Linked DNA regions of Mus musculus: region 2 is linked to region 1. The links are chromatin contacts, called in public Hi-C maps. All regions are on one chromosome and are shown on one strand. Each heading gives the region's core, a stretch centred on a gene start, on an enhancer-like site or on the middle of the called end of the contact. The rest is flanking DNA. Distances are from core to core; before and after follow the strand shown. Region 1 overlaps Ankib1 (ankyrin repeat and IBR domain containing 1). Region 2 holds the start of Ankib1 (ankyrin repeat and IBR domain containing 1).

Region 1 (3,333 bases), core at 295-2,794:
ACCCCTTGTCAACTTGACACACAAACACATCACTAGTAAGCCTCAACCCTTACATTCTTATTCATCCCCAAGGTCTAAATAACTTTAAACGTCCCAGAGACTTTACATATTCTTAAAATTTCAATCTCTTTAAAATATCCATCTCTTTTAAAATCCAAAGTTTTTTTTTGTTTTTTTTGTTTTTTTTTTTTTTACAATTAAAAGTCTCTTAACTGTGGGGGATCCACTAAAATATTTTCTTCCTTCAAGAGGAAAAATATCAGGGCACAGTCACAATCAAAAGCAAAAATCAATCTCCAACCATCCAATATCTGAGATCCAACTCACGATCTTCTGGGCTCCTCCAAGGGCTTGGGTCACTTCTCCAGCCATGCCCTTTGTAGCACACTCGTCGTCCTCTAGGCTCCAGATGCCTGTACTCCACTGTTGCTGCTGCTCTTGGTGGTCGGTCATCTCATGGTACTGGCATCTTCAAAACACTGCATGACCCCTTCCTGGGCTATCACTGAGGCTGCACTTTCACCAATGGCCTTCCATGGCCTCTCACAGTGCCGAGCCTCAGCTGCTCTGCATGACCCCTTCATGCCTTCAAAACCAGTACCACCTGGGTGACTCTTACACATTACCAAGTCCATCCACAGCACAAGGTACAACCGTGGCTATCTCTGGAACACAGCCTCTGTGCTCTCAAAAAACACTTCCCAGAAGATGTCACCTCAATGATGCTGTTCTCTTCTCAATCACTGCTAATTTCTTAGCTCCAGCTAACCAGCATCAATAGTCCCAGTAATGCAAAGTTTTTGCTTTAGAAGTTCTGGTATCTTGTTAATCACAGCTGATTCTTCAGCCCCAGCTAACCAGAACTACAGAATTTTCACAATCAAAATAGCAATGGCCCTGAAAAGAGTCTTTAATTTTCCCTCTGAAATTTCACAAGCCAGGCCTCCATCTTCTGCACTCTTCTCAACATTATCTTCCAAGCTCCTACACAACATTCCACAGAGCTCTTAACGCTGAATGGATCTTCTGGCCCAAAGTTCCAAAGTCCTTCCACAGTCCTCCCCAAAACATGGTCAGGTTGTCACAGGAATACCCCACTATGCTGGTACCAATTTGTCTTAGTCATTATTCCTATTCCTGCACAAACATCATGACCAAGAAGCAAGTTGGGGAGAAAAGGGTTTATTCGGCTTACACTTCTATACTGCTGTTCATCACCAAAGGAAGTCAGGACTGGAACTCAAGCAGGTCAGGGAGCAGGAGCTGATGCAGAGGCCATGGAGGGATGTTCTTTACTGGCTTGCTTCTCCTGGCTTGCTCAGCCTGCTCTCTTATAGAACCAAGACTGCCAGCCCAGAGATGGTCCCACCCACAAGGGGCCTTTCCCCCTTAATCACTAATTGAGAAAATGCCTTACAGTTGGATCTCATGGAGGCATTTCCTCAAATGAAGCTCCTTTTTCTGTGATAACTCCAGCTGTGTCAAGTTGACACAAAAGTAGCTAGTACACTTCATGAGCACATAACACATTCTTGGCAAAACTGCAGCAGAGCAGTAATTAGGTCATGTGAAACATTTCAATACACTGCTCAGTCTCAAGTGCACACTAGCTTTCCCTTCTGTGGCAAAAATAAAAATGAAGGTGCCTGTCTCTTTTTTGTTGCAAAGATAAGCTGTTACTATTTTCAGATTATAAGCCAGCAATAACCTTCAAAAAAAAAAAAAAGAGTAAAAAAGTTCATTGTAAAAAAGAGATTTCTCAGCTGGGTGAAGCATTTGTGCACAGGCGTCATGACCTGAGTTTGGTCTACCAATCCAAGGAGAAAATTTGTCCTTTGACGTTCTTGTGCTTGGGTGTGTGTGCGCGTGCACACGCACACACGCACACACACACACATTCTCAAGATATGAAAGACACTAGCAAACACAGAAGTGGATGCTCACAGTCAGCTAGTGGATGGGTCACACGGCCCCCAATGGAAGAGCTAGAGAAAGTAGCCAAGGAACTAAGGGGAACTGCAACCCTATAGGTGGAACAACATTATGAACTAACCAGTACCCTGGAGCTCTTGACTCTAGCTGCATATGTATCAAAAGATGGCCTAGTCGGACATCACTGGGAAGAGAGGCCCTTTGGACTTACAAACTTTATATGCCCCAGTACAGGGGAACACCAGGGCTAAAAAGGGGGAGTGGGTGGGTAGGGGATTGGGGGGGTGGGTATGGGGGACTTTTGGGATAGCATTGGAAATGTAAACGAGGAAAATACCTAATAAAAAAAATAAATAAAAAAAAAGACATGAAAGACACTTAGAGGAGAAAAAGGATGGCTCCTACCCCTTTAATAGCAACTGCAGCTGACCCTGAGGTTAGTTTGGGAAAGAAAGCAGAAGAGTTAGCACAGGAGTCCTCCATGCCGGCTTCTTCTCTCACTTAGCGCTCCTGCTTACGTGGCCATCCTATCCTTCTTCCTGACTGGAAGCTTTGCTCTTACAAGGAAAACCTTTTAGCTCTGTTAGCCAGACCATGTGCAGGGTGTGGGTTCCCTGCTGGGCGAGGGACCCAGGGCACTGCCACTTTCCCTTGGCTTACTCAGAGGCAGGCAGGATATAACCTATTATGACAGACACTGTACAGAGGCCTAATCATCACCAGTAACAAAAAAAAAAATCACTTTTATTTCTTTAGAATAAGAACCACTCTGTGGAAATTATGTGCTCATTTAATTTTCAAATTCTTACATATGTCTCTCTGTTAGAATATAAATATCGGGAGTGCAGGTAGCCTATCTTTATTCCTCACCCATACCTCTACTCACCTAAAATTCTGCCTGTCAAAGCAGACAATCTTGTTGGAAGACGGGATAAAGCAGATTAAAAAACAATCAAAAATGACGATGACACTTAGATTATCTGATCTGTTAATCATTTTGCTTTTAAAATAGCACTTACAATTTGTCCTAAATTAAGATGCGTCAAAAGTTCCAGGCTATGCCATATACTATCTATACCATAAAATGAAGGGAAACCTTAGCTCAAATATAAAGGTTAAAAATATCTAAATCAGCCTTTTGATCCATTTTCTCTCTTCCACCATACACCCAATAAAATAAATAAATGAAAAAATATCTAAATCAGATATGTTCGTCAGTGAGAAACAGTCAAAACATACAAACTATATGCCCCAACTTTGTAAAAATAAAAATGTGCACAATAAATTATTACATTTCAAAAAATTTATGAGTCAGATTTGATGGCACACACCTTTAATCCTAGCACTTTGGGGGCAGAGGCAGAAAGATCTCTGGAGTTCAAAGACAGCTTGATCTATATA
Region 2 (3,284 bases), core at 149-2,648, 52 kb after region 1:
GTTAATGCATTGACAGCTGTCTAATCACTGACAGTATTAAAATTATATTTTAATCTAATTTCTGGAAAGTTCTGCAAAAGCAACCTAAAAATGCAAACTAAAATTTAACGAGAAACAGCCTAGTCAAACAGTAATCAAAACAGTAAGAAATTAACAGCATCCAAAGTACACTATCTAAAACTCCAGATGTTTTCACATTTGGTCTTCACATTTACTAGTAAACCTGAATGGGTCTTTCAATCCAAAGATTTTTCAACATGCCGTTCCATAAGAATGACGCTTGTGAGAATAAAAACTCTTCAAGACCTGCTTCATTACAGCTGTAGCTTCAATTACCTCCGACTCAAACATCAATGTACGAACAGTTCACACATACGTAGAGGAATGAGGGTACAGAGGAGCGTTCATTCTTTTGTTTGGGTGGCAAAAGCAACACAAATAAAGGTTCAGTGGTGCCATCTGCACCTATCCCCACCCATGACAGTCCTACAGAGCACTTTTAACCTAGTCGCTCCTCACTATTTCAGGTCCACGGAGTTAGTGGAATCCAAGGCTTTCCAGGTCCCAACAAGGGTTGCGGAGACTGTGAGGTCCGGGGTTCTACAGAAAATGAAGGAGGGCACGAATCTTTTGAGGACAGAGGGACAAGGCTATGTAGACGTGTGTGGAGGATGGGACGCGCCGCGGAAACCGGGAGGCTTGCAAATTCGCGAGCGCGAGAAACCCCGTAGGGCAGACAGGATGCTGTGCTCCTTCGGGGACGGGGAGAGAAGGGGTGACAGGGCAACCCTCGCAAGAGACGCGGAAGGGCGTGAACTAGGCAGGCTCGAGACTGCCTCGGCCAGAGCCGAGCCGCGAAGCAGAAACTTACGGTTACTTCTCCCGGCCGGGACCGGGCTCGCGTCGATTCCCCCCAGATCTGCAGGTCTTCCTCTGTCGCGGCCACCTGGCTCTCGCGCCGAGCGGGTGACCTCTCGGGTCCACTCGGCGCCCCACCCACCCGCCGGCGGCGGCGGCTGCGGGAGCCGGAGGATGCGCGCTGGAGGCCCGCGGGAAGCGCTGCGCGAGCCCGACGCGCCCGGCGAGCTCACACTGGGCGGGCGCCCCCCATCTTCTCCCGCTGCGCGCCGCCGCTCTCAGGCTATGGAGGAGGGGGGCGGTGGCGCCTGCCTCCGCCGCTCGCTCAAGTCCAGCGCATGGTCGTGCCGCGTGCGCACGCAGCCGCGGAGGCCGACCTCCCTTCCCCGACCCCCGTCCTTGCTATAGCTAGCGTCGGGCTCGGCTGCCGCCAAACCCCGCGAGCTCACGGTCGCCCGCTCCCAGACAGCTGCGGCCGCCGCGCGAAGTGGCACGGACCGGCACGAACGGCGGCTCCCCGCGGGCCGACCCGGAAGCTTTTTCAGCCGCAAACCTGAAGCGGCCTTGGGGGCGTAACCCCGGAAGTTATTGCCCGGCGCCGGTAGCGGTGGGATGGCGAGCTGAGGCCTTTGGGAGCCCGAAGCTGGTGGAGAGGCTGAAGGGTTCCTGGAGCCGAGGGAGAGGAAGGACGGTGGGGAACAGGTGCCCTGAGACCCGAACTCGCGGGGCGGCTTTTGGTGACAATCCAGGGGCTTCCTGCCACAGGAAGTTGGGGTGGGCCTCCTAGATAGGCAGAAGGAATGAGAAAACGGTGACGGGCTGGCTCCGCCATCCTTCGACTGCCGCCCCACCCACTGACTTGGATGTAGCGGCTCGGGAGAGGATCCGCCGCCCGCCCGGGTGAGTCTTTCCCGTTTCCTTGGCGGAAACAAGGAAAGCAAGGCAAGAAGAGCCAGACGCCGGCTGGAGCCAACGGCAGGAGCACCGAAGCTCGCCCACGAGGCTCTGCATCAAGGCGTGTTGTTTCTTACACGCCGGTACCGAAAAGTCACCGGCGTCTCTTGGGTGGGAACTTTTGGAGCAAAAGCAGCTTTGCATTTTTCCCGGTAGGGGAGCACTGGTGGGTGGTGCCAAGGGAAAGACTTCCCAGGCAGTGTTGTCATTGCCAGGACAGTGACAGCTTATCGATTGTAGCTGTCTTCTCCCATCTATCCGAGTTCTTCCTTTATGTCTCCTTTTGGCTTGCACTCTCTGCTCTCTCCTCCCCTCGGTCTTTGTAACTTCACCAGAAGCCTTGATGTGGTTGGCCGACCTCAAGATTTCAGCTCCATTCCTGTCCTGCTCTCTCAGGGAACTTAGCGTGTCTTTATTGTAAACAAACTCACTGACCCACAAAGGAGTAATTACCCCTGCTGTGGGCACTAAGTGAAAATTGTATGCCTCTCCTTTGTCAATCATAATGAAAATCAACAATATCCCTGCATATTTTTTAAAAAAATCGCAGACAGCCCTCCAAGTTATGAACCATCTCCACTTACATAAGTCCTCATTTTTTAGGCAGCATATCATTCATGCCTGAGCATTTCTCCAGTGCAGTGAGCCATATAGCATATTAGCAATGGCTTTATTTATTTTTATTCTTTTGACTAGTTCTCTCTTCCTGTCGGTTTCAGTTGCACCAGCTTCACCTTCATCGCTGGTAGCTTTTGTTGTTTTCCTGGCTTCAACCTTTGTTTCCTTTTATGTCATTGGAAGACTATTTTAAGTGCTCCAGTACAAATACTTTTTTAAAAATAAACTTAAAATAAAAAAAAAAAGAATTTTTGCGAATATGTTGCTAGCAGTAAGTTTGTTTTATATATTTAAAATATGAGTATTTAAAATATATAATGAGTATTCACAAATGAAACACTTTGCTAATAGACGTTTTCTTATGAATTGATTGAGATAAGAATTGGTTTACTTTAAATTCTGTGCAGAAAGTTAACTACTTAGTTTCTCCTTTAGGTACTTTATAGAAAGCATCATTTTCTATAGTTGCCATGTTCTTTGTACAGTGTCTATAATACAGTGTCTTTTTAAGAGGTTTGCAGTTTTTAAGGCTTTCATACATATGTATATATCTTGTTTATAGTTTATTATGTTTTAGTCGGTGTTAATCTGAGATGAAAAGCAGTTGCTAAACAGGAAGTTTTAAGAAAAGCCTTTTTTTTTCTATAGGCAGCTCTTTTGCATGTAGTGGATTTTTAGAATGTTCTTATTAAAATTTTTTTATCTAAAAAAAAATTCCATGAACTATCCTCAAAACTTTAAACAAGATGAAATGTCTTCATCCTAATGTTTCATTCAAACGTCTTCAAGGAAAGACCTTTAGTTTCGGCTGTCCCTGTCTCTGTTGCCTGGCTTTGGGACCCTTCCCCCTAACT

What was found. A called contact is a pair of places that touch in the nucleus more often than the background predicts.
Region 2: a contact with region 1 is called in a Hi-C map of Sertoli cells, with 1.6 times the contacts expected there. The contact joins the promoter of Ankib1 here to the enhancer-like site in region 1. A contact is called at or near these places in 2 of 39 promoter capture datasets (3T3-L1-derived adipocytes and liver), 2 of 484 Hi-C or Micro-C datasets (Sertoli cells and cranial neural crest) and 5 of 115 datasets of contacts at active chromatin or transcription factors (the 230-238 cell line, the SCID.adh cell line, bone marrow-derived dendritic cells and 2 more).

What each region holds. Positions count from the first base shown.
Region 1 is chr5:3,749,162-3,752,494 of GRCm38.p6, forward strand. All of the region lies in intron 4 of Ankib1 (ankyrin repeat and IBR domain containing 1), which reads right to left. Among named protein-coding and RNA genes, the nearest start is that of Ankib1, 52 kb to the right of the region's middle. Within about 2 kb of position 1,545, at least 7 of the 459 cell types and tissues checked have an H3K27ac peak or open chromatin away from gene starts, as enhancers often do. A contact at or near this core is called in Sertoli cells, where this site is marked.
Region 2 is chr5:3,801,726-3,805,009 of GRCm38.p6, forward strand. It overlaps Ankib1 (ankyrin repeat and IBR domain containing 1), which reads right to left and starts at 1,399. Exons shown (of 20, transcript NM_001289527.1): 1 at 872-1,399. It overlaps Krit1 (KRIT1, ankyrin repeat containing), which reads left to right and starts at 1,440. Exons shown (of 17, transcript NM_030675.3): 1 at 1,440-1,758.